6 separate regions of the Mus musculus genome follow, and all the other regions are linked to region 2. The links are chromatin contacts, called in public HiCAR-type and promoter capture Hi-C maps. All regions are on one chromosome and are shown on one strand. The core of a region is the stretch at or near the end of the contact, and the rest is flanking DNA. Distances in the headings are between cores, read along the strand shown.

Evidence for each region. Promoter capture Hi-C pulls out the DNA fragments that hold promoters and counts their contacts. HiCAR-type assays count read pairs that join an accessible place to other places.
Region 1: a contact with region 2 is called in a promoter capture Hi-C map of pre-B cells, with 4 times the contacts expected there. The contact joins the promoter of Zbtb26 here to the promoter of Rab14 in region 2. A contact is called at or near these places in 3 of 39 promoter capture datasets (the C10 cell line, hippocampal neurons and pre-B cells) and 2 of 115 datasets of contacts at active chromatin or transcription factors (astrocytes and embryonic stem cells).
Region 3: a promoter capture Hi-C map of pre-B cells shows a contact between it and region 2, with 5 times the contacts expected there. The contact joins the promoter of Rc3h2 here to the promoter of Rab14 in region 2. A contact is called at or near these places in 5 of 39 promoter capture datasets (3T3-L1-derived adipocytes, cranial neural crest, hippocampal neurons and 2 more), 1 of 484 Hi-C or Micro-C datasets (B cells) and 2 of 115 datasets of contacts at active chromatin or transcription factors (astrocytes and epiblast stem cells).
Region 4: a HiCAR-type map of astrocytes shows a contact between it and region 2, with 5 times the contacts expected there. The contact joins the promoter of Pdcl here to the promoter of Rab14 in region 2. A contact is called at or near these places in 5 of 39 promoter capture datasets (3T3-L1-derived adipocytes, cranial neural crest, frontonasal cranial neural crest and 2 more) and 1 of 115 datasets of contacts at active chromatin or transcription factors (astrocytes).
Region 5: a promoter capture Hi-C map of pre-B cells shows a contact between it and region 2, with 2.2 times the contacts expected there. The contact joins the promoter of Ttc16 here to the promoter of Rab14 in region 2.
Region 6: a contact with region 2 is called in a promoter capture Hi-C map of pre-B cells, with 5 times the contacts expected there. The contact joins the promoter of Strbp here to the promoter of Rab14 in region 2. A contact is called at or near these places in 2 of 39 promoter capture datasets (liver and pre-B cells).

What each region holds. Positions count from the first base shown.
Region 1 is chr2:37,440,781-37,445,394 of GRCm38.p6, reverse strand. It overlaps Zbtb26 (zinc finger and BTB domain containing 26), which reads left to right and starts at 2,223. Exons shown (of 2, transcript NM_199025.3): 1 at 2,223-2,708. Rabgap1 (RAB GTPase activating protein 1) reads right to left here and starts at 2,110. Exons shown (of 26, transcript NM_146121.2): 1 at 1,939-2,110.
Region 2 is chr2:35,199,573-35,203,771 of GRCm38.p6, reverse strand. It overlaps Rab14 (RAB14, member RAS oncogene family), which reads left to right and starts at 2,652. Exons shown (of 8, transcript NM_026697.4): 1 at 2,652-3,012.
Region 3 is chr2:37,421,457-37,426,259 of GRCm38.p6, reverse strand. It overlaps Rc3h2 (ring finger and CCCH-type zinc finger domains 2), which reads left to right and starts at 3,357. Exons shown (of 22, transcript NM_001100591.1): 1 at 3,357-3,493. Zbtb6 (zinc finger and BTB domain containing 6) reads left to right here. Exons shown (of 2, transcript NM_146253.5): 2 at 1-760.
Region 4 is chr2:37,356,293-37,360,794 of GRCm38.p6, reverse strand. Pdcl (phosducin-like) reads left to right here and starts at 1,463. Exons shown (of 4, transcript NM_026176.3): 1 at 1,463-1,652; 2 at 3,415-3,591. The coding sequence starts at 3,420.
Region 5 is chr2:32,773,298-32,777,455 of GRCm38.p6, reverse strand. It overlaps Ttc16 (tetratricopeptide repeat domain 16), which reads left to right and starts at 1,823. Exons shown (of 15, transcript NM_177384.3): 1 at 1,823-2,125; 2 at 2,361-2,408; 3 at 2,899-3,065; 4 at 3,384-3,474; 5 at 3,648-3,791. The coding sequence starts at 2,108. It overlaps Ptrh1 (peptidyl-tRNA hydrolase 1 homolog), which reads right to left and starts at 1,635. Exons shown (of 5, transcript NM_178595.3): 1 at 1,561-1,635; 2 at 933-1,152; 3 at 650-749; 4 at 428-473; 5 at 1-334. The coding sequence starts at 1,626. The coding sequence ends at 152. Cfap157 (cilia and flagella associated protein 157) reads left to right here. Exons shown (of 9, transcript NM_025619.1): 9 at 1-43.
Region 6 is chr2:37,700,992-37,705,458 of GRCm38.p6, reverse strand. Strbp (spermatid perinuclear RNA binding protein) reads left to right here and starts at 2,114. Exons shown (of 18, transcript NM_001379315.1): 1 at 2,114-2,267.

The DNA.
Region 1 (4,614 bases), core at 974-3,473, 2.2 Mb before region 2:
GGGCATATGATCACCTCAACTGATGTAGAGCAGCATCTATTCAAGATAGCATGCTGCATAAAGCTTGGAATTGGCAGAAAATTCTTCAACATGAAGAATTCATAGTGAAACATATGTACTCAATATAAAGCCAAAAAAAAATTCCTGTGCTGGACGTGGTGGTGCACGCCTTTAATCCCAGCACTCAGGAGACAGAGGCAGGCAGATTTCTGAGTTCGAGGCCACCCTGGTCTACAAAGTGAGTTCCAGGACAGCCAGGGCTATACAGAGAAACCTTGTCTCGAAAAACAAAAAACAAAAAACAAAAACCAACCAACCAAAAAAATCCTCTTTGCATTTGGAATAAAACAAGGATGTCCACTTCTACTTTATTGTTACTACTCCTGTTCAACATTGTATTAAAACTGTTTGCCCTATTAGGAAAAAAAAAGCATCCTGCTGGAAAAGAAGTAAATGATTTCTGTTCATAGACTACACCAACGTGTAATAGAAAGATCAAAAGAGTCCACAAGAGGGGCTACCTGAATAAATGAATTGCAAGAGCTATGCAAACACACTTTTAAAAAGCAGTGCTTTGTTTGTTTGTTTGCTTGTTTGTTTTTCGAGACAGGGTTTCTCGGTATAGCAGTGGCTGTCCTGGTACTCATTCTGTAGACCAGGCTGGCTTCGAACTCAGAAATCCACCTGCCTCTGTCTCCCGAGTGCTGGGATTAAAGGCGTGCACCACCATGCCCGGCTAAAAGCAGTGCTTTTTTTAAATGTATTTTTTAGACACTAGCAATAAGCACTATGAAAATTGAGGCAGACCCTGATAAAAATGTGTGAATGAACCAAGAATGCAGAAAACTAAGAAGACATTTCTGAAAATAATTTATATAAAAGGCCTGAAGAGGCACCTTGTGTTTATGGGCAAGAAGACATAAAATAATAATAATAATAATAATACTATTCAAAGCAACCTACAGATTTACAAAAACGGAAAAAAAAAAAAAACGTTCCAAAAGCCGTTTCCCAAGAAATGGTAGTCAATCCTCAAATCAATACAAAAGTATGGCTGAAGATGTAGCTCAGTAATACAGTATTTGCGTATCATGAAAAGTCCTAGGTCCAGTTCCTGATACTAAATTCAGATGGAAGTGAAAAACATCTCGAAGAACCAAAACAGTCTTGAATAAAGATGGAGCACTCACAGTAAATGCCAAACTGCCTGCAAAGTTACGATTATTAAAGCAGTATGGTACTAGCACAAGAATAAACATAGACCACCGTACTCTAGACAGCCCAATAAGAAACTCTCATAAAGCGAACTGATTTCCAAAAAGTCCACTCAATGGGCAAAAAGTTCACCTTTTCAACAGATATTACGGAAAATGGATATCCACAAAATAATACAAGGAGTTAATGCGGGAATAGCTAGCAGTGGTTATACAACATTGTACAAAGCCACTTAGCTTTAAGCTTGGAAAAAGATTAAATTGATAATTATTTCTGTTTCCTATAATAACACCACCAAACGGTAAATAAAACAAATGTAGAGAAAGCAATAACTAAGTGGATGGGCAAAGTAAAGGGAATTCAGAATGATTTCCAGATTTTCTCTTTGGGAAGAGGCCCTGTATGATTGTTTCACCAAACAAGAACTATAGCTAGGTAGGCCTGGGCATGAACTTGTTACGAAAAAGGCACACTAAACACTGGACAACAGGAAATCGGTCTAAGTGGCTGGCTCCAGTGCTCAAGAGAGGTATTCAGGTTAACCACAGATTTGTGAACGGCTAGGGTAACCAAAGATAAGGAAGGCAAGAGATTGACCTGGGAACATAAAAGGAAGATTTCCTAAGAAACACCAGTATCCACAAGGGACGGGACCCAACAACAGCTTTCTGCATTCCAGGCTCCCACGCAGCGAGTCCACATCCCTGGGCGGGAGGGACTTACCACGGCTTGTTCGCAGACAGGCTGCTCAGGCCCATGCAGGCAACGGTCAGCGGGAGCACTTCGTGACTGCAGCCGCGAAGAAGAGAGCTCGGGCCCGCCTTCTACCGAAGAACCACAAGCAGCAGAGCTCACGAAGCCGACCCTCCGCAGCCCGATTCCCTGGCCTCGCCCCGCCCACAACGCGGAAAGTCCCTCTCAGGGGCCCGTCGTCCTCCGAGCATTCCGATTGGCGGAGATGACCATGGGACCTGGAAGTTGTCTTTGTCCGGCCAGGGCTGCCCTTCCGGTTCCGTTGGGTCCCCCTTTGGCTCAGGTTGCCTGCCCCTCCCCCTTCCCGGAGCCCCGAGGGGCCGCAGCTCCTGGTTTTGCCAGATGTAGATGGCGACCTTCCCCCCGGGTCTGTAAGTTCGGAGGCCACCCGAGAGCCGGGCTAGGGTGCGGGGTCTCTGGAAATGGAGCCCCCGTGGGGACCTGGATCGGCCGCAACCTGCCCTGGGATGGGAGCCAAGGAGCTGGTCTAGGCCCCCAGACTTTTGAGCCATTGGACTGGCCCATGCTGCATCCCACTTTCTTCCCCTTCCCGAATCTGCAGTGGGGAATCTCAGGATGCCCCAGGGACCGCTTCCTGAGACCCTCTATATAGGGCCCTGTAGCTGGCCAGGAAGCCAGACTCTGGCATTTTGTAAAAAGTGCTGCAGTTGAGGCCGGCAGAAAACTGAACGGCGGGAGCTAGCCAAGGCAAGGCCTTCAGTGCCAACCGCGAGTCTACTGTAAGTGCCAGGTTTTGATGGGTTTTACCCTTGCTCAACCGCGGATTACAGCACCTTTTGAATTACTGGTGTTATGCCATTCAATAGAGGTTCATCAAATATCCAGTGTTCATCTCCAGTTTGGAAGCGACATTTATAAGCAAATTGATGTTCGTAAGAGGGTGGAGGGTATGCAATATGTTACTTTAATCAACTGCTCTAAGGACAGTTGCTGGGAAGCCTGTAGAAGAGAGTGGCCTCTAAATCCTACTTCTTGATAAAGAGAACTCGTGAAATTACTTTTTCCAAAAAAAGAAAAGTTGTAGTGGTACTGAGACGTTACAGACTATGAGAAAAAGGAATAGGGACAGGGAGGTTGTGTACATAAGAGTTTGAGTTGGAGAAGTAAAGTGAAATCCAAATAGTGAAAAGTTTAACCAACACTAAATGAGATGAATTATCTTTTTGAAGCTCTTTGAGCAGGAAACTGATATGGTCAGATTTGTACTACAGAAAGTAATTTTGTTCTCTGGGAAGCCTGTAGAATAGAAATAGCTGACTCTGGGTTCTCTTAGCTAAAGTCTAGGTACTTATATTTGAGATTATTTTGAAAAGGTGATGACGTCCTGGTGAGATGCATTAAAATCTAAAGTAGAGTTACGGTATTGTTACAAGAAAGGAGGCAAGTGCTAATGTGTCATAGATAATTATACGCTGAAAGAGAAGAAAAAGTAAGTCTTAGAATTTAAGCAGTTGACATTTGAAGAATAGCAATGCCATAATCAGAAATAAAACCACAAAGAATTACAAATTCAGTTTTTGAGTTTGAATTTATGTCTAAAGGGATAGTGACATACAGCTGCCCAGTGTAGGAGCTGGGGACACAGATATGGAGATGAGCCTCAGCGTCATAGCATGTAGACCATAAGAAGATCTGGCATCCTAGAGGGTGCACTGAGAAAGAAGGTTACTGGGAGGACAATGGCTACGCTAATGAAGCAGGAACTCCAATTGGAGCCAACAGTAAAAGGGAGAAAAGAACACAGGGTTGAAGCAACTAGGGTGACCCAAATATCAGAAGAGGATTTTGAAGAGAATCCCTTGGATCTTTTTTGTTAACAGGATGGGTAAGAAGCAATTTTAGTAGATGAGGTAATGAAATATAAAATATCAGAGGCCTCAACTGGTTTGATATTCCATTGGAGAAACGTGAAAGATTTGTTTATTTACTGAACATGTTTAAAGAGCACATAGCAGGCACCATTCTAAGTTCATTTGAAAATTAACTAATAGGCTGGAACGATAGTCAGTAGATACAGCTCTTGCAGAAGATGTGGGTTCCGTTCTCAGAGCTCACACGGTGTCTCAGAATTATCATAATTCCAGTTCCAGGGGATCTCCTACCTTCTGGCCTCCATGCGCCAGGCATGCGAGTGGTGCACATACACACATGCAGGCAGACACTCATAAAACAATTACTTCTTTAATGATGAACTTACTTAATTTTCCTTAGCAGCCCCATTTATTATTGGTTGAAAAGAATCCTGAAACAGACTGGATAAGTAAGTGGCTGAACAGAGTTCTAACTGTAGAAATACGACTCCAGAGTCCGTGCTGTACTCACTGTACTGTGTTATGACTAGATGGGAGTCAAGGAGTGGGAGAGTGTAAGGAAAAATTGGCTTCTTGATTAAAAAGGAGACCTCTAAGCATAGCGAGGGTGAGAAGAGGTAAGTGATGAGTTTATGTTGTATTGTGTATATGTTTTTTCTTTCTTCTGTCCTAAGGTCCACTTCCATTCTATGCAAACTTAGGTGTACTTTTTGTACTCTAATGTTTTCATTTACAATCTGCTTACCATTTCAGTGAGGTTTCTTCTACAGCTTTTGATGTGTGGTGTGTTTCTAACCAGCTCCCCTGGTGGTGC
Region 2 (4,199 bases), core at 1,403-3,902:
TGTAATCTCCTGAAAAATCAAAAATAAAAAGCAGGTCACATACTTCCAATATACGATGGCACAGAAGATACCATTCCCAGAAGAGAAAAGGAAGCATAGTGAAGACATACTGGACCAAAGCAAGACTGAAAATCAGCAGGGCAAACTCTAAATTCTGCATCAGATGTGTGATATCAAAGCGCTCTCCACATCTCCAACCCCCTTTAGCTTTGTTGGCTGAAACAGACTTCTTTCTTGGGATGGTTCCACATTTAGTCGGCAGCTTTCCTTGTCAGCTCTCCTACAACTCTGGCATCGCAAACATCTTGGGGTCTCCAAGGCAATCCAGGCTTCACCTTCACAGATCCATGCAGTGGTCTTTCTAGATCTCCATGTAGAGGACAACGCTGACTCATTCCTGGCTTCAGTGGCTTTCCTTAGCCATGGAGAGAGATTCCACAGTCCATATCTGGTATCCTTGACTCTAAAGTCAGAACCATGTGCCTGAAGCTGCCATGATCTTCTCTTTGCTGGGGCTGGAACATGGCCCCTTGTTCAAATACATTTTCACCACCTTTCTGCTTTCTATGGTTTCTTTAATTGCTTAAAAATTTCCTTAATCCCTTTTGACAAACTGGCAGCTTAGTTGAGTGGGGTCCTCCCCTGAGGCCACCACTGCCTTTATTCCATTTAGCATCAGGCTTTTCTTTTAAACTTTTTCCAGAGCCCAAGACTCTTAGCTCCATTATACTTTCTAGTGCTATAACTGTGCATTCTGTATTTCTCTCTGCCCAACTTGCTTCTTTTCATTGTAGATCTAAATAAAAGTGACCACTAGTGACACAGTCAACACTAGGCTATCTTGAAATCTCCTCTTCCAAGGCCATTAATTCATTAATTCTTCAATTTATCCTCCAGGAATTTTTAGGACAAAGTGGCCATATTCTTTGTCAAAATATCACAAGGATGGCCTCTAGGCCACTCATTATTCCCCTCTGAAATATCTTGAGTAGGTTCCTATTCAAATTGCCCTCGGCACTGTCTTCCATGTTCCTACCAGGATGGCATATTAAGCCCCACTTAAAATCTCCAATGCTTTTTCTAGTCCAAAGTCCCAGTTGTTTCCATATTCCTCCAACAAATGGAATGGTCATGACTGTCACACAACACCCCAGTCCATGGCACCAATTTCTATCTTATATATGTCATATGGGGCCCATTCTTATTTAAACCACCACAATGAATTAAACCACTGACCTCCAGGACTGGAAGAGAGTACCTTATGCTTATCAAATAATAATAGTCCCCATTCAAGGTATTATATGCCAGGAATTTTGTATGCATTGTCTATTTAATTTTAACAAGAAAGATAGGAATTAGATATCACATCCTTACTTTGGAGAAAAGTCTGAGGACCTGAGAAAGTAAATGACATGTATAAAACTGTTGTCTGTATCATGTATTTATCAAAACAAGAGATTTTCAAACTGCTATGTATTTTTCTAATGACATCTCACTTTCCTAAGGCAGAACCAGTTTACAACGAAAGGTTTTAAACGCTTAGAATTGCGACTTTTCTTTGGGGGTTCTGGAAAGGGCCATTTTATCCACTAGGCATGGTAGGGATAATGGTTACAGTCCATAGTCCCTTCAGAGACACACAAGATATGTACCAAATCCTTTAAAATCATGGGGGGAAACCTGGGTGTGATGGTGCATGTCTTTAACCATAACACGGGAATACAGAGACTGGCAAATCTCTGCAAGTTAGAGGCCACCCTGATTCACATAGTGAGTTCCAGGGGAACCAGAAGTACATACTGAAATCCTGTATTGAACCCCACTCCACTCCTCAAAAAAAATCAGGAGAAAAAAGGTCAACTTCTATGCTGAAAAAAAAAATTGCTTTGCTTTGCGTTATTAACATATCCATCCTTGTGGCAATGTAATTGTAAAATATAAATTAAACGTAAATGTAAGATAAATAACGTAAATGTCAAATAAATAATAAGATAAAAAAAGGAAATGTAAGATAAACGTAAATGTAAGATAAGTAAATCCACATCCAGGTTCTACAAGGCAAAAAGACGAAAGACCAAGAAAGTGAAACTGTTGCTTTCACCAAGGTGTCTTGGGAAGGTGGGAGTGGGAAGTGTCTTGGGAAGGTGGGAGTAAAAATGTCAAGTTTCCCTCTTCCTGTTGCTGGTGTCCGCAAAGCAAGGTTAAGCTAGACAAAGATGAAACACAAGAAAGGGCCACCTCCTAGCTACATGATTATACAAATGGGTTGGTCAATGTGAACCACCCTTTTGCCTCTGATGGCACGAGAAGCGTCTCTGGGTGTTGGCCAGCCTTGTTCCTACTAGTCTCCAATTGGTCTGTAAATGTTGAATAAATGCAGTAAATACGTGTGTGTTCCAGAAGCCGGTATACAGAGGCGGCCCAGTGATAAGCAGTTACGCGTATTAAAAATAGTTAGGTCTCTAACGGCGACAATTCTGGACAGACACTGTCAACCCTTAGAAAACAGCGTGCGAACCTGCGCAGTAACTCCGCCGGGAGGCGTGGCACACGACTACGCTTGCGCAGGCTCCTTTCCCCGCCTCCTTCAGGCGTGAGGACCAGTGGGGGCGGGCCGAGGCCGAGGCGGGTCTACTCCGGAGGGGCGAACTGACGAAGGGGCGTGGCCGTCAGGTTAGTCTCCACCACCCTCTTCCGGGCTCCGCTGGCTGCGCGCGCATCCTCCCCCCTTCTTTTGTGGTCCGGCCCATTGCGAGGGTGACAGGAAACCCTGTGCAGGGAGCGCCGCCATCTTGGGCCAGCCCGAGGAAGATCCTGAGGGAGCCGCAGGAGCAGCCGCCGCCGCCACCGCGACTGCCACCCGAGTGTCTGCAACCTCCGGCCAGCCCGCCTACCTGCCAGGGCCTCGGCTGACGGATTCCGGCCTCCCTCCCGCCGCGTCCGCCCTCCGCTTCCTCGTCCTGACGTCCCCCTCCCGTCCGGAAAGCTGCCCAGCCACCAGCAACCCCCCAGGTAACCAAGGCCTTCCGCAGGGGCCGCCGGAGCCAGCCTCCCAGCCCGGCCCTTCCAAGGGGCGGAGGCGAGCCGAGAGGTAGGCGGGCGGCGTCCCGGGCTGGGCCCCGCAGGCCGCGGCCAGCCCGGGGGTCGGCGGAGGGCGCCGGCCTGACAGGACTCCGCGGGGCGAGCTGTCGCCCGCGCCGTCCCGGGCGGCTCGCGCTCCCTGCCCGCAGCCGGGCTCCGAGGCGTGCAGGGAGGGTGTGTTCCCACCTCATCCGTCCGACCTGCGGGGCACAGCCGCGGCCTCCGCAGGCCCGAGTCTCGCCGCCTTTGCCCGCGGCTGTAGAACACCCCCGCAGTGTTGCCCCACGCGTGGCGCGCCGGCCTGCCACCCACGAGCCCCCAGCCGTGGCAGTCCCACCCTACAGGGCCTCAACAAAAGGCAGCGCTTCGGCGTCTCGGGCTGGCTCCCGTGTCCTTGTAAGCCACCGCTCTGTCGTCCCGGCTGAGGATTGGGCGTGTGGGACTGTGCGCGAGGTTCTCCGAATCCCTGTAAAGTCCCTGGCCAGCCTGCACTGGTTGGAACCTAGACAGCATCTAGAAAGAACGAAGGGAAAAAGTTTGGGCATCTCGAGAATTTGAGAAAAGACGATGGAACGGGAACGCTAAAACTCCAGTGTGTGCCAGACACGGGTTTAGGTGTCTTCACACATAGCTTGCTTGCTTCGAGTGCCTTTTGAGAGTTTTCCGCATTTTTTTAATAAGGGGCGAGGGACGGACCGAAGCCAGAAGTTGTCCTGTAGCTGAGTAATGATGGAACACAAATGATGGCTTCTCCCTATCCTGGCTGGTATGTTTTGTACTACAGTACATTCCACGAGGGCTGAGATACACAATACTGGATCGGTTCAGAGAGGAGACAACTGAATTCCATTTTCTCTCCATTCACACTGGGTGAGAACTGATAAGACCCAAAATCTATCATGTCAGCTGCTACTCTGGCAAATGCTCCTTGGAGGAGAGGTGGTGGTAGCATGTCCTCCGTATTTGTGAAGAAAGCTATGTTCTTGGTGGCTGCACAGCCAAGTATGGAAATTCTTGGAAAGTTTACTGGTCATGACATGTTGTTTCAATTACCTTTTATGTAAATGTGATTGTTGAGTACAAATTTGACCCATTAATAATGCAGCTTCCTCTTTTCC
Region 3 (4,803 bases), core at 2,108-4,607, 2.2 Mb before region 2:
GAGAAACAGTTTGTGACTGAAGTGCTTCTCTTATTTTTGCTTCCTGAATTGATTTTTGGAAGGGAGGGTTAGGGATGGGTGGAGTAAACAGTGAGTTCTTGGGGGAAGTGGTATGTACTATACTGGGTGTTCAGAACATTTTGAATGTGTTTTAAGTTTTATTCGTGCCTTGTAAGATTGTTGTAAAATCAAAATTTGTGAGCACTTTGAAAGTTTTGCTTGTGGGGAGGGTGTTTTATAATGTGGTTGTTATTTATATTATTTATTTCCATTACGTGGACAAATTGATCCTAGGAGCTGGGCAAAGTGCACATGCCTATAATTCTAGCACTTGGGAGATAGAGGCAAGAGATTCAGTTCAGGGCCAGCCTTTCTTATATATAGCTAAGTTTTAGGCCAGCCTCATATACAGGAGACATTGTTTTAAGGAAAACAAAATAAAAAAGTAAAACAAAACAAAAACATTCCTGGGAGAGCATCCGCTTGCATGACATTTCTGAAAAATTCAGCAAAGTAGAATCTGTAAAGATATGAAGGTATGACAAAGTAAAGTGTAGCATTTATTCATTTTAAATACTTTTAGCTGTTTGTTTATGTCAGAAAAAGCAGTATATTTGGGTTGAACCTAGTATGTACTGCATTTAAATGTGTAAAAGATCTTGAAAAGGTTGTTACTTTGTTGTAGAGAAAATCCTTTCCTCTTTTCATTGGATGTAATTATGTTTGTATGAAACAATAAACCGGAGGTGGGAATGGAGAACTTTGGGCTTGTGTATTTCTATGAATTTTAAAGGAATCATTTTCTCTTTAGTAATAATGTTTTTTAAAATTATGTGTGTGGGGTTATGTGTACATAAGATTTATTATTATATTTTTAGTTATGTGTATGTGTGGGCATATGCTTGCTAGCAGCTTTGGATCCCCTCCTGGAGCTGCAGTGAAGGCAGCTGTGAGCTGGGAACTGCACTCAGTTGCTGTGCAAGAGTAGTCAGCTACATTAACCACCTGGTAATCTATGAAGCCCAAAGACTCACTCTCTCCTGCCTGTTTAATGTACCACCACCTGGCACATTTCTGTTATTTTCAACTGGACAGTGAAAAGTAGAACTACCTACTGGGGCTGGAGAGATGGCTCAGTGGTTAAGAGCATGGACTGCTCTTCCAAAGGTCCTGAGTTCAAATCCTAGCAACCACATAGTGGCTCACAACCATCCATAATGAGATCTGACGCCCTCTTCTGGTGCATCTGAAGACAGGTACAGTGTACTTATAATAATAAATAAATCTTAAAAAAAAAAAAGAACCTACCTACTGGTTTATATATGTACTAAAAGGTAGATAAACAGATTACCAACTGTCATAGGGCTTGTATTTTAATGGAGGTAGACAAACAATTGTTAAGTTTTTGAAATTAATTTGGAAAAATGCCAGTGATTAAAAAATGATAGGGAAAGCTGGGTCGTGCAGATATCAAGGATCAAGGCCAGCCTGGTCTATAGAGTGATTCCAGGACAGCCAAGACTATACAGGTTTTTGAGCCCTGTCTAAAAAACATAATAGGGAAAGGAAGGTGTGATTGTTAACTTTTAATGTGGTTTTCCATGTTTGGGGAATGTTTCCTGTGTGAAATGGAAAAATATCAAATGGAAGTAGAATGGAAAATGCACACACAGTAGGTTAGGGAACATGTATATATAAAATTACTCATCACTGTCCAGTTGAAAAGAACAGAAATGTGCCAGGTGGTGATGGTGCACACCTTTGAGCCCAGCACTCCAGAGGCAGAGTGAGTTCCAGGAAAGCCAGGGCTACACAAGAAACCCTGTCTTGAAACAAAAACAAAAAGAAAATACCAAAATGTACACCTGATTGTTGGGAAACTTTCTTTTTTGATTAACATAATTGGATGAAATTATGAATAATGAGTTATTAATGTATAGCTGGTGGGGCTGCCAGGTGGTGGTACATGCCTTTAATCCCAGCACTTGGGAAGCAGTCAGATCTCTGCGTTTGAGGCCAGCCTGGTCTACAGAGCTAGTTACAGGCTAGCCAAGGCACCAGAAAACAAAACAAACAACAAACAGGTGGGGCCAATGGATCTTTCACAAAAAAAAACAAAATGCAAAAACTAAAAAGCCGATCTTGTCACACTTGCCAGAAGCTTTGTGTCACTGGAGCTGCAGTTGTAAGCAGTTCAGTCTATGATTCTGCCTGGACCTTTCAATTGCTGGGTTCACAGGGATGCACCATCACATCTGCATTTTTTTTTAAAGATTTATTTATTTATTATATGTAAGTACACTGTAGCTGTCTTCAGACACTCCAGAAGAGGGCATCAGATGTGAGCCACGGTGTGGTTGCTGGGATTTGAATTCAGGAACTTCAGAAGAACAGTCGGTGCTTTTAACCACTGAGCCATCTCGCCAGCCCCACATCTGGATTATAACTCATGTATATTTAAAGCTTCATTAGAGAAATTTCCATATTCTAACTTACATACAGATTATTATCATGGATGTTGCTGAACATTTTGTTTCACATTCAGTTGCACATCATTAGCATAGATTCACAATATTAACCTTTTAGGATTACTTTGATAAATTAACTATAAAACTAAAATGCTTTTAAAATATCAGTTATCATACAGCCTGGCATATTTGTTTATAATTGTTGCTTTTCTCATCCTTATTTTCAGTCTTTCTTCATAATTCCTACCTTACAGGTTGCCATAAGTCCTCTAACAAATATTGAGTTATAATTCCAAAACTTGTAAAATTTGATCCTTCTCACTTTTGAGGCATCTGGGATTTTAGATGAGGTAGGTGGGTTTGCCAAACGTTTTCACTTTGGTCCTGGTTTTTGTAAACTGGAGAATTATTTGCTAATCTGGTTAGTATCTCACTACAAAGAGAGTAAAGTAGACTGTAACATAGATGAAGCAGGTTCTGCTCTATGGATGATAAATTTAACGTTGGCTCAATCTTGCAAGCCTCCTGGTCAAGGCTTAGATGTGCAGGGAGTTTCCCATAAGGCCCTTCGTCTTGCCTAGTCCTCGCATCATCTCCCACAGTACTCTGGGGTTCCTTTGTCATGTGACGAGGGTGGCTTTCTTCTTCAGAGGGAAACTGATGCGCAGTTCTGGTGGCCGGGCCACTACGCTTCCCTTCTGCCCCAACTCCCGGGCTTGCGTAATCTCGCGTGAAGTGAACAGTATCTTCTCGCGAGAGCTAAATCGGGATCCCTCCAGGTCCGCCTCCGTGGTGAGGAGGAGGAGGAGAAGGAGGAGGAGGAGGCGGAGGGAGGGAGGAGGAGGAGGCCCCGTCGCGGCCTTCGCCGCCGCCAACGGGGCTGTCCCTGTAGCTCCCGATGGAGTTTGAGGCCCTGAAACCGCCGCCGAGCTCTGCCCCGGCGAGACGAGGCGCCTCCGTCGCCGAGCCGCGCCGTCGCGGGGCCCCCGGGAGCGGCCCTTAGCGACCCCGCCCGGGCCCCTCAGGTAGGGCGGGGGCGGGCAAGATGCGGCTGGGGCCCTGGCCCGGCTGCCGGGTCCTCAGAGGTGGGGCGGGGAGCTGTCTCTGCCCGGCGGCCTGTGCACGGTGGCCGCCGGTACCCCGAGGGTTGGGAGTCGCGGGCCGCACCTGACACGACAGAGAGGCCCCTCGCTCTGGTAGGGCTTTTTGATGCGAAGCGAAACGCTCAGATGGCCACCTTTCTCCAGCACCGGCTGAAGGGACGCCTCTGACCACTGAGGATCCCACCCGAACAGAGGCCGGCTTCCTTCTTTGCTTAACCCATGTAGGAAGAGGGGCTTTCGAAAAGGTCCCCGAGATCAGGTCCTGTCTTAGCGTTTTCTTTTCAGCCCTTGGGCTTACCGAGACCACAGCGCTGGGATGGAGGCGATCTGAGTGTTGTAAATAGGGACCCTGGCTAAACAATGCCCAGGGAGGGCTTAACCTCCCTGGAGGGAGATGGCTGGACCAGGGGATGTGACTAGGAGCGATGGCATGAAGCACAGCCAGGGAATTCTGCTATAGTTTTCTTTCCCCCTTTCTTATTATTTTCCTTGGGGGAGCCTCATAAGGAGACTCTTCCACCATCTTAGGAGAATGGTAGAAAGCATCTTTGTTTCTAAGAGAAACAGCTGTACTTTTCTGTCGTTAGGAAGGAGATAAGGGTAGCTGTCATTTCCATCCTTGAAATCACCAGAGTTTTTAAGATACTGGCAGACACAGCCTTCAGACCAAAATAGTCTAAAGTAATCACAGACATTAAGTATTCAAATTCAGTGATTCTCAACCTGTTTAGATTTTTGTTTAAGCTCCACCTCGGTTCTTTTTAATCCCACTGTCCTCCTAACCTTAGGACCCTAAGGAATTTCTTCTCATCTTGACCCACTGTAATTAGAGTTGACTTTATATCCCGAATAAAGTGTTAAAAGTGTTTTACAAATCTTCCTGTCATTTTTAGTAGTCAGGCTTTAAAGTTCCAGTAAAAACTTGGAGTTAACCAGAGAAAGCTAATAATGGCACACTAAAGTGATATTATTTGACAGAAGGAAAGAAACGAATGTTCTAGTTGGTGGGTCTAGTCTCTTTGTGGTTAACTTGTATACACAGCCTAAGACTTGGACTCATTAAGAATAGTTTGTAGATTCCTGTTTTTACCTTTTATGTGGTTAAAAAACTACATCACTGATCTGACATCAATATCCATGTTAAATTGTTTACTTAAATTGTTTACTAACACAGTCAGTTCTTGAAAACCCAGAGACTATTCTATCCTATTAAAGGCTATTTTCCAATATTA
Region 4 (4,502 bases), core at 214-2,713, 2.2 Mb before region 2:
GCTTACACATGTTCTTGAAACTAAGCTCAAGGTCCTCAGAGCAGCAGATGGTCTTCTTGGTTGATGAAAGAACTCAGTGGGGAAACCCCCACTCAGCTCCCGATTCGGCGTGCACCCAAGAATCACGAATAGAACACAACACCTTGATGTAACAACAAGAGGTTTTTAATGGCGGAGCTCCGGGTCGAAACGTATCTCACATAACAGGAGACAGTGGATTCGACCACGAGGCTTGGAAGCTAGGGGTTTTTATAGAAAAGGAGTGGGGCTGGGGGAGGAATTGGCGCGGTTTCACATGATTGGTCCATTTAAACATCAGCAGCCTGTAACATTTAACTTAGGTCAGAGGGGTGGGAGCTAGGGAGGCGATGGGCTTGCCCGGGCATGTCCTGGTCTGTTCTGCTATGTTCTCAGCCCCAGGTTTCAAAGCTCAGAAACAACTCTTTGGGCTATTTAACATACATTACATGAATTACAGTTTTATTTCCTTTCAGTTGACATCTTTCCAAAGAGACGGTCCAGGAAAAGCCCCAGGTCCCATTTGAGTTTTTCTCCACTCCAGCTCTTGCCTAGCCCTCAGGTTAGGTCTCCAGGTTAACTTGGGGGCACTGGGCACCCTTCAACCTGGGGGCCACAGTATGTTATCCCTGCACAGAACTTGCATGGCAGGGGTAGCAGTGGGGGTGGGATGGCATGGGGAGGTACCTTGCATTTCTGAGTCTAGCCCAAATACTAGCCCAATCCTGGGCCAAATGGGTGGACGTTGGAAGCTTAGTCAGGTCTGATGGCTCATCCAGCTCTCCCACTCCATCACCCCCACCACCCAGTTGGGGCAAGAAGATGAAATTCTAAAATGTGAACATAGACAAATTTGCAGTAACATCTAGGTGGTCCTAGAAACAGGAATCAAGAAACCCCCTTTTCAAATTAAGAGCCCTATCTTAAACGCTGCATTTTATACAAATCGAGCAAATTTGATATGTTTTAATTAGCACACGGTTTAATTTGCAATCTCACAGTTGTGTACAAGACACGCCAACTAAGCAGTTTGAAATCATTTGAGGTTTAACAAAAGTTTTCAAACATAGGGTAGTTTCCTTGACTTTTTTTTTAATCTAGAATTTTCAAAGGTAATCATTATACATAACTGTTGTAAACTCTGTAAACTACAGAGTCAACTATTTGACTAACATTAGTTGATAAGAGTTATTCAAATTTCTTCAGTTGTCCATGCTCGTTTCCAGTCCAGCAATCCAATTCAGGTTGTCATACAACTTCTGTTCTTTGAGTTACTTATTCTTGAAGAAGTTAATGTTTTCGAGTTATTTTTCGCCTTAATATTCCTTTGTAATTTGTCTCGAAACTTGGAACGTAAGTTAATAAAAATTTCATATTTAACTAGAAATACACATCTACGAGTTTTGTCCTAAGCTAAGACCCGTAGCTCCTCCTCAGACGCCGAGATAAGCTTCTTGTGATTGGGTAGCGTGCGTCCGCCGCGACGCCGGAAGGCCGTGTGATTGGTCCGCAGAGTCCACGGCAGCTTTTTCTCTGTCGCTCAAGGCTTTCGGCCACTTCTCTTTCTCTAGGCGAGCGTCCTTTGTTGGTGACAGGAGCTGCTAGTCTAGAAGGAGCAGACTGAGCGAGGCGAGGTAACTAACTGCGCAGGCGTCGGCAAGGAGGAAGCGGCGGGCCTAGACATGGGTGGGGCAGGAGTTTACGCGCCTTGGGCGAACTACTTTGCTTCCCGGCTCCTGGATCCCAATTCCTCTGTACTTCTCAAATTCCTTTGGAGACTCGGAGCGTCCCTCCTCAGTACCGCCCTCTTCACTGTGCCCTCCCCTGCCCTGTCCTCCTCGCTACTCCGCCTCCTCAGCCCCACCTTCCTTATGGCTCCGCCTTCTCCACTCCGTCCTTACAGCTCTGCTTTACTTAACATCCTGTCCCTGCCCTTTTGTCCCATAAGCTCCGCCTTCCTGGAAGCTTAGCCCCGCCCTTCTGTGTTCCACTTGTGCAGCCCTGTCTTCTTCACTGTCCTACTTTCTCTTAACACTCTTAACTGCCTCTCTTGGAAGCCTTTCACTGGCCCTGCCCATATCACTGCTCCTCCTTTTCTGTGCCTCTCCTTAGCTCCACCCTCTTCATGATCCTCCACCTCTTCAAGTTTACTATCCCCACTTGAGGTTTACTTTCTGCACTGCGGGTGCATGCCACTTCTGTCTGCCAGTGTTCTCACCTCTCAGCAGCCCAGTCTCCTCAGTACACTCCTCCTCTTCTGGCCCCGTTTTTCACTCATCGGACCGAGTTGTGGCCCTCTGGCACATCCCAGACAAGGAAATTGTAAAAGTTTTCTTCCTTCCCCTGGTGCTGGCACTTTCCTCTTGGTTGCTGTTCAGCGTGCACAGTGCTCTGTCCTGACTGGAATCTGCTGTGTGGGAGAGAGGTAAATTGTAATAGAGTAAATACCATATGTTAAGTCTCTTCTGAAGGCAGCGCAGTGTTGATATTTGGTATGCTTAGAGGAAGGACGTTTTTGTTTGTTTGTTTTTGTTTTTGACTAGTCATTCCTGCCGGAGTCTTTTTTTAATTTATTTTAATTAATTAATTAATTTTTTTTTTTTTTTTTTTTTTTTTTTTTGAGACAGGGTTTCTCTGTGTATCCCTGGCTGTCCTGGAACTCACTCTGTAGACCAGGCTGGCCTCGAACTCAGAAATCTGCCTGCCTCTGTTTCCCAAATGCTGGGATTAAAGGCGTGGGCCACCACTGCCCTGCGCTACTGGAGTCTTAAACAGACTTCTAAAGCACTGAACTGTACCTTTTCCCAAAACATCTGGGTCCTAGGTGTTCTTTAACCATCTGGCTCTTATTTAAGTTTTGTCGTGGAGACTTGCTGGTTATAATTGGTCCAGCTTGAGACCATGTATCTAGGCTCTTAGTGAGGCAAGGAGTGAATGACTTAGTTTCAACAGTATACCTACCCTTGGTAGTCCCTTTTGAAGTTTTCCCTGAGGACTTTCTCCCAATTTGTTAGCAGTCTTAAAACTAAAAGTGTATACGAATAAAAACCACACCAAAAGATTCCTCTTACCCAGTTCACACAAGTAGACAGTAATGCCCCTCTCAGGCTCCTGGAAGTCATACATCAGTGGGTCTGTTAACAGCTTCAGCCTTTGTTGCAAAGCTCAGCAAAGAAATGTGCCTTATCTAAGCCTTGTTTTTGCCTGCTATAACAAAAGCCTGGTAAACTATGGCATAGATCCAGGGTTGGGGTTTGTTGAGATTCTGCTTATGAAAACACCTTTAGATTCTTATAAAGTTCTGGGAAGTCAGTCCAAGTGTACCTTGTATGGTTCAGATTCATGTCTTCCTTGCTCAAGCTAGCAAAAAATCCTTGATACATTTTTCTTTTCCAGGCACCATGACAACCCTGGATGATAAGTTACTGGGGGAGAAATTACAGTACTACTACAGCACCAGCGAGGATGAGGACAGTGACCATGAAGACAAAGACAGAGGCAGGGGAGCACCAGCCATTAGTTCCACACCTGCAGAGGCTGAGCTGGCAGGCGAAGGCATCTCCATCAATACAGGTACTGGAAGGCTCTGAGCTCTAGAAATGGACTCAAAAAAATGTCCTTTAAAGTGTGTATCAGTTAGAAGTCCTGCTCTCCTTTCTCCAACTTCTGTCCCACTTTCCTTCCAGAGATAACATAGTGTAGTCTGTCATTGTGCTTGCTTCTGCCCTTTCTCCTTGCAATGCAAATCTATATGCATATCAGCATGGAAGGGAACAGTCTGCACTGAGTTTGACAACCCATAAATCATATATGAGTATCCTGGTAGGATTAATTCCTAGAAATGGCATTTTTGCACTGTTAATTTTTAAAATTAAAGTTTCTATTATTATTGTATGTATATGCACGGTCTGTATGCGTGGTTACAATTCCAAGATACCAGTATGGAGATAAGAGGACTTTTTGGAGTTGGTTCTCTCACCTTTACAGTTAAATTCCAGGAATTTATTTACCTCAGATCTCCAGGAGTGGACTGTAGGGTGAGTTATCTCCGTGGCTCTTATACTATTGTTTATTGCTTTTAGTTTGTAACTTTCTACTTATGAGGATTGGCCGAGGAATTTGTTCATGCTATGCAAGTGCTCTGCCACTGACCTATAGCCCAACCCACTTTAACATCCAAATATTGTCAGATTGCTTAAATTGAGGTTGTGCTTGTAGTTCAGCCAGCAACACAATATTTTTCTTTATAGTTTTCCTCCTTGCTGACAACTTGTAAAATTTTTGCCATCTTGTTGGATAAGAAATAGCCATTTTTGTTTTCTTTTTAGAGATAGTGTCTCATTATGTTGTTCAAGCTGACCTTGAACTCCTAATCTCCAATGATCATCTTCAGTTTCTTCAGTAGGGATATCTGGCATGTACCACTATGTCTAACTTATCATTGTTTTTGGAATATCTTTTATTTCAAGATATGCAGAACTGTC
Region 5 (4,158 bases), core at 574-3,073, 2.4 Mb after region 2:
CCACAGTCCCTCCTTGAATCTGCAAGTAGCCTGGGGAAACCCAGGGAAGTTATATAAACATTGGGTACCACTGTGTCATTGCAGTTCTGTGGCCCTGTCTTGGCTTCATGGCACCGGCAGGCAGTCAAACAGGTAGATATATCCACTGGTATTAGAGGCCTGACAATGGTCCCTGGCTTCGAGCACGGATGTGGTCCAGGAGCAGGTCAGTGGCCTGATCCATCAATGGGGACAGTAGCTCCTGCTCCTCCGGGGAGAAACAGCCCAGGACATGGTTCTCCACCATATTAGGGTGTGTGGGGCGCCCGATGCCCACCAGCAGCCTTGGCATTGCCTGTAGGGTCCCAGGGGAATGAGGATGCATTGGTGAGATACAATGTCAATGCTAGCCACCCCCACCCAGGGCAGGGCAGAAGGGTAGACTCACATTGGAGTTCAGACAGCTAATGCAGGAACGGACTCCATTATGGCCCCTTGAGGGGATATGAAGAGCAGTTAGTACTTTCTGAGGCAGTGCCCTTCCTCCATTCCCTTGCCCAGGCCTTCTTCAGAGCAGCCCAGCCTATCGAGATAGATAGTCTCAACAATCTTACTCCACTCCAACAGAGGCCAGCATCCCTACCCAAACCTACGCACATAAGAGCCTCACCTTGCGCTGCCCCCCAGCTTCAGAGCCAGCTTTCCCAACGGCTTGTCCAGTTCATCATGGACCAGATAGATCTCCTCCGCAGTCAGCCCAAACAGCTCCGCTTGGCACAGGGAAACAACACTCTAGTTACTGCATATCTGCTCAGAGGGGTCACAACAACCCCCATATGTAAACAGGCTTCCCCAAGCCTTCACTGTAGTAATTGGGGCTCACCAGGCACTTGTCACAATTGAACCCTCTCTCTGGTCCCTGTGCCCTCTTATCCATGAAACCTACAACTCACCAGCTCGGGCTACGCTGCGCCCGTTGACGTTCATGAGGCGCCGCGGCCGGAGCAGTACCAGCTGAGCATCCCCGAGCGGGGCCAGGGCGAGGTCAGCAGCACAGCGCGAGTCACGAGTCCAATTCTCCGCCACTCCCAGTCGCCTTGCTATTTGCCCCAGCACCGCCATGCCCACACTGTGCCGGGTGCCGGGCATTCCGTGGTTCCCCAGGCCAGCCACCTGTAGGCAACACTCACTCAGGACCCAAAACATTGACCAGGAAACAGAAGCGACAGTATTGGGAAGGAGCACTTAAGGGTCTGGGAACTCCTGGAGGCCCCACCAGCCAGAGGATGCCGCTCCCTGGTGCAAGAGCAAAACTAAAAGTTTGGAGCCAGTTAGTATTGCGCCTATTTGACTAAGTAGAAAAAGGGACAACTATCCCGAAAAGATGGTTCCGAAGGTAAGGTTGCTGCTAACCCTGACAACCTGGGTTCGATCCCCAGAACCCACATGGTGGAAAGAACCCTCTCCTAAGTTGCCCTCTGACAGCCACAGGGCACATGCATACAACGCATACACTTAAATGTAAGCGTAGCTGCGGAGCCAAGCCCCGCGTCCCTGTGTAGCCACCCACGCCCCACTCACCAGCCACCGCTTCCCGGGGAACCGAGCCTCGGAAACCTGCCGGCTCAAGGCCCAACTCCGCCGCATCCCTGGACTAAAAAGACCGGACTTCAACGTGCCGACTCCCATTCACAGCCAGGACCCCGCCCCTTGACGTCAGGCATCCCTAAGCCAATAGCATCACGACATGTCCAGCGACGCCCAATCCAGGCTGGGTTTGGCGTCCGCCATGTCTCTGCGGGGCGGAAGTGGGTGGATCGCGGGCCCGGGCGAGTGTCTGGGTGCATTCCTCCGCGACGCGTCACCCTGTATGGCTCAGCCTTTGCTCGGCCTTTGCTCGAGGGCTGGTACCTCGTTAAGTTTCTACCCTGGCCCGCGTCGGCGTGCACTGCCCATAGGTTCTTTCCTTGACTTAGGCCTTGGCTTGCCTTGCTGAGTTTCTAGTGACTCTCGGAGGCGGGGCCAAGTGGGCGGGGCCTATGGACATCGTGGACCTGGTGCCTAGCAACAACGGAGCTAGGGAACCTCAGAGTATGCTTAGCCCAGAAGTTAGCCTAGAAACCTGGCCATGACAGACAGAAGCAAGGTGAGGGCTGAGAAGGGGAAAGCTGAGGCAGAGGTCGGGGCCGCAAGAAGGGCTTGAGGAAGAGCCAGTCAAGCCCTTCAGGGGAACTGGGAGAGGTCAGAGGTCATCATTTGTAGTGTGGTAGGGGAGAAGGGTGACTGGCCTCCCAGTCCTAAGGGAGAGAGAGGGCAGAGAGATTTTTTGGGGGGGTTGTTGTTGTTTTAACGTTTTGGGGTTTTGTTTGTTTGTTTTATAGACTCAGAGAACTCCATCTGCCTCTAGCTCTAGAACGGGGTTATTAAAGGTATGCACTACCGTGCCCAGCCCAAGTGGAGAGATTTTGAGGAGTGAAACACAGAACTTGAGGACTGATGAGACATAGGTTCCCCGATTCTGGTGACTATGGGAAGGGTGATCACACAGAGGTGAGAAGCCCTGGGAAGAAGTCAGGTGAAGTGCTTGCTCAATGTGACCTGACGAGTGTGAGAATCCCAGGGCGGGAGTCACAAGGAACCTTGTGCAGCAGGGTCTGAAAACGATGAGCAGCTAGAGCACAAGGTGAGAGCAGACAAAGCCCAAGAGGAGAGCAGAGGGTGCAGTGGTTCCTTGACCTTGACCACAGGACAGGGAGAGAGGCAGGGCTAGAGAAATGTTGGAGCCCTGGGGGACTGTTGAACCCCAGACTAGGTGTGCCTTCTACCAGGAGGCCTCTTCACACCTCTTCCAGTAGGCAAAGCTCCTGGGGGAAGTGTTCCTGAGGCCTTCTGAGCTTACTGCCCCTGGCTTGGTTCCAGGAGCCTCACAGTGCCCGTTCCCAGAAAACTCCAAAGCTAAAGGTTCCTGAAGCCCCAGAGAAGATCCTGCGACGCATCTTTGGGACCAGTCATGTGTTCTATGTTATGACAGATCCTACAAAACGAAGGATGATAGGATCAACAGTGCCTGCCAAAGTCAGAGAGTAGTGAGTGACTTCTTTGTCTCCAACTCCAGGTTCCTACTCTACAAAACCATTATTAATACTGGGTTCAGCTGCAAGCTGGCTGCTATCCCTCTCTGGGTCTCAGTGAACAGCGAGGGTAGAGGGATAAGGGGCTGATGCCCTGGAAGAGCTCCAGGAAGGTCAGCCTGGCCTCTGTGGAGCTCTGATGGCTTTTGCAGCCTCTTTACCTCAGCCCTCCCTCCTGCATACCCCATTCTAGCCCTGAGAAGGTCCTGGGCTGGTCCCAGATCAATACCAGATCCACTGCCTGTCCTGTCCTGTCCTGTCCTGTCCTCACAGCTATAACCAAGGCCATCAGTGCCTCCTACAAGAGGACTGGGAGATGTCTGTGCTGTTCTTCTCCCGTGCCCTCCACCTGGACCCCAAACTGGTAAGAGGAGAGTCAGAGTGGTCCCCAGGGAGCAACTGGCTGGGCATAAGTCCCCCACCCCCTGTCACTGTCAAACCTGCTTAGCCCTTCCTCCCAGGACCATCAGATTCTGGAACCACCTGGAAGGGAAGAAGTTGGAGAGGAAATAACAGCCAGGGTCTCTTTGCCTTTAGGTAGACTTCTATGTATTCCGTGCTGAGGCCTTCATCCAACTCTGTGACTTCTCCTCTGCCCTCCAGAACCTCCGCAGGGCCTACTCCTATGACCCAGGGAATAACAAGTACCTGAACCGGCTGGCCTTTGTGCTCTACCTACAGGTGCCTCAGCTGCCCCACCCGCAGGGGACTTCTCACCTTATCCCCAGCTACTGGCTTGCCCTTCACCTACAGGGAGCCTTCCTGGGATAGGATCTGAGTTCTTGGGGACTCCCGGTCTGTGCACCTGTTTACACCAGCTGCCCCCATCGCTGATTTATTAATTTAGCTGGAGGTGTCTAGAACTTCTGCAGTAAGGCTCTGACCTACCCACACTATCCAATAGGGTCACCACTGGCCACATGGAAATGTTGAGTCCTTACAGTGTGGCAAGTATGACTGAACTAAATTTTAAATTCGATTTGGGTGGGTTGGGTCCGTAAGGGGTGTGACTCAGTGGTAGGATGGCAGCTTGGCACACAGAGGGCTC
Region 6 (4,467 bases), core at 865-3,364, 2.5 Mb before region 2:
CTCAGGTTTGTCAGGCTGGGCAGCAACACCTATACCTGCTGAGACATCTAGCCTACCCTCACTTGCTTGTTTTTGTCCTGAGTGTTTGGAGTTAAAAGTTCAATAAAAAACAAAACAAGAGATACTATTGAATCCTTAATGCCATATATTCTGCCTACTTAAAAAATATAATTTATAAGTGTTAGAATTCTAAGGGCCACATATGTTAAATGTAGTCTCACTGACTCCTAGTAACAGTACTCTGAGGTATGCAAAATGACAGATGAGGGCTCTAAGACCTAGATCTGTCAAGGTCACACAGCTAGTGCACAGCAAACCTGTATTGTGCACTGCAGTGTCTCTTCTCCCCTGGCAGACTTCCTTTTATACTGTAAAACCCAGCTTTAGTGATCTCATCCTCTGTGTATGTGGTCTTTCCTAACTTTACTCAGGCAGAGGGATGAACCTTTCCTCAAGATGCTTACAATCCAGGGAAGAGACTGAGCTAAACTACAGCTTGGTGACATAACAAGGCATTGTTGAACTGGTGATGCACAAGCAGGAAGAGTCTGGACCTGTGTCTCAGGGCAGTCAAGGGGCTCCAGATGGAGTATGTTCTAAACTGATAGAACAACCAGGTTTCCAGAAGGCTAGAATGAGGTGCCAATCAGACATAGTGATCTGGGGCTTAGCATAGACTTCAGGGATATGTTACAGACCTGGGGATAGCTAGGAAAGGACAGCTTTGTTGTTAATGAAGTGTCAAGGAGGGGCAATGGGAAGTGTGTATGTCCTGAAGTTGAAGGCCATACTCAAAGCTTTTTAACTCTAAGTATTAACATATTCTGTGAATGAAGTACTGAGGTCATATATTTTGGTAGTGCTGTGGATGCAACCCTGGACTTTGTCCATGTCAGGCAAGTATTATTGAGAATCATTTCCAGTCCAGAGCTGTTAATATTTGAGTCTGGTACAGGAGCAAGATGAGAAGGGGACCTACCAGGGGGAGTGTGGGAGGTCAGTCCCCTACTGTCTGCTCAAATTAAGTGGGGTTCTTTGCTAGGTTTGCTTTAGGCTAAGGACCTTGACTTATTCTTCAGTGCATTCTAGCACCCTGCCGAGTGTGGAGCATGCAACACACACTAAGCATGGGCTGAACCCCCTGGGAGAATGCTAGGCACTAAGAAGATGCCAACGTAGAGCTGTAAAATAAAACTTGAACCTTTTATTTCTTTCCCAGTACCACCGTTGGAACAAAGTGGGTAGGTGTTTAGCTAGACTACTCCAGACCTAAGGAGGGAAATAAGGAGGGAAAGGATTTCCCGGGCCATTAAGGGTGGAGTAGGGAGAGGAGATTTTGATTTTTGTTCAGTGCTTGCTATGTGCCAGGAAAATTCATATCTATTGTTTTATGCCATCTGCTCAACGGCTCTTAAATAGGAATTACAGTTTTAGTTTTTGTGAAGTGGAAACTGAAGCTCGAGCGGTTCGGTAACTTGGCCAAGGTCACACAACCGGCAAGTGGGAGGGGGAGCGAATCAAGGAGGGATCGGAGTCTCTTACTCAGCCAAGGTACTGCCTGCCCCTCCTCCACCCGGGAGGCATTGCGGCGCTTACTCCGTTAGCGTAAAGGCCGAGGCTGGAGCTGGAGAAGCATCCCGCACCGGGACGCAGAACCTGGGGAAGCCGGCTCTCATTGCGGCCGGGAGCAGCTCTCAGAACCTGCAGTTACGAAGTTAATGCGCGCTTAGCTCTTTTCAGCAGTTGGCCTCCGCCCAGCAACGCTTACCGCCGCAGGCACAGCGGGGCTCAGGTACGGTTTGCGGCCCGGGCTAGGCGCCGCGAGGTGGGCGGGACGCAGTTTACGTAAGCGGTCTCGCAGGTGCAGGCGGCGGCCGCGGGCCTGAGCGCCCTGCGCGCTCCCAGGTGCGCAGTTGACGCAGGCGACAGCGCGGCGCGGCGGCGGCGGGCGCTGGCCGGAGCTCTCAGGTGCGGCAGAGCGCGCGTGCAGGGGGCGCGCGGAGGGCGATGGGGCGGGCTTTCCGTTCCCCAGCAGCCGCGGGCCCCGCCCCCTGGATCGGCCAATGGGCGTGCTCGGCGGCGTCACGTGCTTGCCGCCGCCGCCGCGGTCGCTGCCGAAGCCGAGCTCGGATCCGCGAGCGCCACCAAGGCAGCAGCCGCCGCAGCCGCCGCCGCTGTGCTGAGGAGCCGGAGACGCGGGCGGACGAGGTGGCGGCGGCGGCGGAGCGGGAGCGGGGAGCGGACGCGGGCGGAGCGCGGCGGCGCGGGTAGGCTGCGGCGGGGCCGGCGCCTGCGCGGCGGGCCGTCCCGGGCGGGCGGCGGTTGAGGCGGCGGTTGAGGCAGTTGGCGGAGGCTGCCCGGGCCCCGCATTGTTTGTTGTGCGTCCTTAGCAGCGGCGGCGGCTGCTGAGGCGAGGAGCGCGGCGCAATCCCAGCCCCGCGGCTTGAGCTTTGTGGTCGCCGCCGCGGTACCCGGCCGGTCCGCGTCAGGACTGCGGGTCGCCTTGCTTGCTTTCGGGGTCGGGGTCGCGGGTCCCGGCCCTGAACCTCCCGAGGGCGTGGGCAGCGTGCGGGGCGCCAGCTCTGGGGAGGTGGGAGGGTTCCGGACTCGGGGCAGGTGCTGGAGGACGTTGCGGGCAAGAGCTGGGGAGAGGCTCGGGGGGCGGGCACAGGGTGTGGGCAGATTTGGGTGTAAGGGAGCGTTGAGGGACCCGGCCCCACGGTGACCAGGGCCTCAAGGGCACGCCTGGGGGACCCATGGGGGCCTAGGTCGGGCTCGAGAGGGAAGGAGGACGTTCCGTTTGGGGATTCGGATGGGTGTGTAGGGGGATTTGGGGCGGGCAGGGGCAAGTGAGGTGGTGGAGGGAGGGACAAGATGGGCACCTCTAGGCAGAAATGGAAGGAGCAGATGCCCTGGTTAGCGCTGCTTGTGAGGGGCAGAGAATGGGGCAGGCAGCGGGAAGGCCACCGGACGCCTGAAGGGAAATGGCGGAGGAGGGGTCCGTAGCTGGGAGTGTGGCGAGCAGGCTGAGCCCCAAAAGATGGAGGGAAGGAGTGTCAGAGGAGGGGGTTCTCTCAAATGGTGGCGGTTGAAATTGAGGGTATTCAGGCAGGAGATGTCTGTCTGTGTGTGTGCGCCCAGGACGTCAGGAGTTCCCTAGTGAGTATCTGGCTGGGAAGTATGGAAGGAGACAGGAAGGGGTTGACAGGCTTGGGGAAAATGGCTTGGTTCTGTATTCAGGGTAGAGGAGGATAGAGCAAGTGGGAGGAGGAGTGGTTTACACAGGTACTGAGTTTGAGGGCTTTGGGAGAGAAATGGGGATAAGGAGGTTATGTGGAGGTTTTAGGTTGGGTGGAGAGAGATGTCAAGGCAGGAGGTGTGTGTAGCAGTAAAAGGGCAGCAGAAGTGAGTGAAGCGGAGGGTGTTTGTGTGAGAAATTCTAGTGGGCACCAGCAGAAGAGGAAACCTTGAGGTTGGGAGCACCCTGGAAAGGGATGGGGTGTGTGGCAGGATGGAGAGTGGGGTGGTGAGCAGAAGGGAGGGAGAGGAAATATGGGAGTGGTAGGTAAGGTGTGTGTGTGTGTAAATGGAAATATTCCCAGGGCAGGAGGTGTGGAGAGAAGTTGGGAATGAGGAGGAAGATGGAAGCGGGGGTATGTTTGAAGGGAAATCAGTAGTAGGATGTAGGGGGTATGTTTGAAGGGAAATCAGTAGTAGGATGTAGAGGAAATGAAAGGAGTAGGCAGGGGACAGAAGAAAGGGTATTTTGTAGTAGAAAATGTAAAGGAATAGTACTTATACTGAAGGAAAGGAGAGGTGTTTATGGGTTTATGGCTGTAGCTAGAAGGACAGTTGTATGGAGTTGGTGTGCTGAGGGAAGTAGGATGCTCATGTTTAAAGCAGGAAATGACTGTCAGAGAGGGTTCAGAAGTAGGTTACTTAATTAAGATTTTGGAAGATTCAAGGTGTGGAAGTGTGAGGAAAGATTGGAGTTTTACAGTGTTAAGACATTAAAGGTGGTTGCCTTTAATCTCAGTGCTTGAGAGGCAGAGGCAGGTAGAGCTCTGAGTTAGAGGCCAGCCTAGTCAGTTATAGGAGAGCCAGGGCCACACAGAGAAACACTGTCTTGAAAAACAAAACAAAGACAAGCAAACAAGCAACAACAACAAACCCAAAAGACAGTAAAGGGTCCAAAATTAAGTCACTGAGAGATAATAAAGGGTAGAGTGCAGATGTCCAATGGGAGGAGAAAACTAGGGAGGATTATTTTCAGGCTTAGAGGAACTAGAAATTTGGGACAGTGGACACAGGATGTGGATCCTAGACTGATTAACAGAGAATAAAGGACTTTCAATTGCATACAATATCTTTTTTTAAAATTTTTTTTAATTAGTTATTTTCTTCATTTACATTTCCAATGCTATCCCAAAAGTCCCCCCTCCCCTCCCCCCTCCCCTCCTCCCTGCA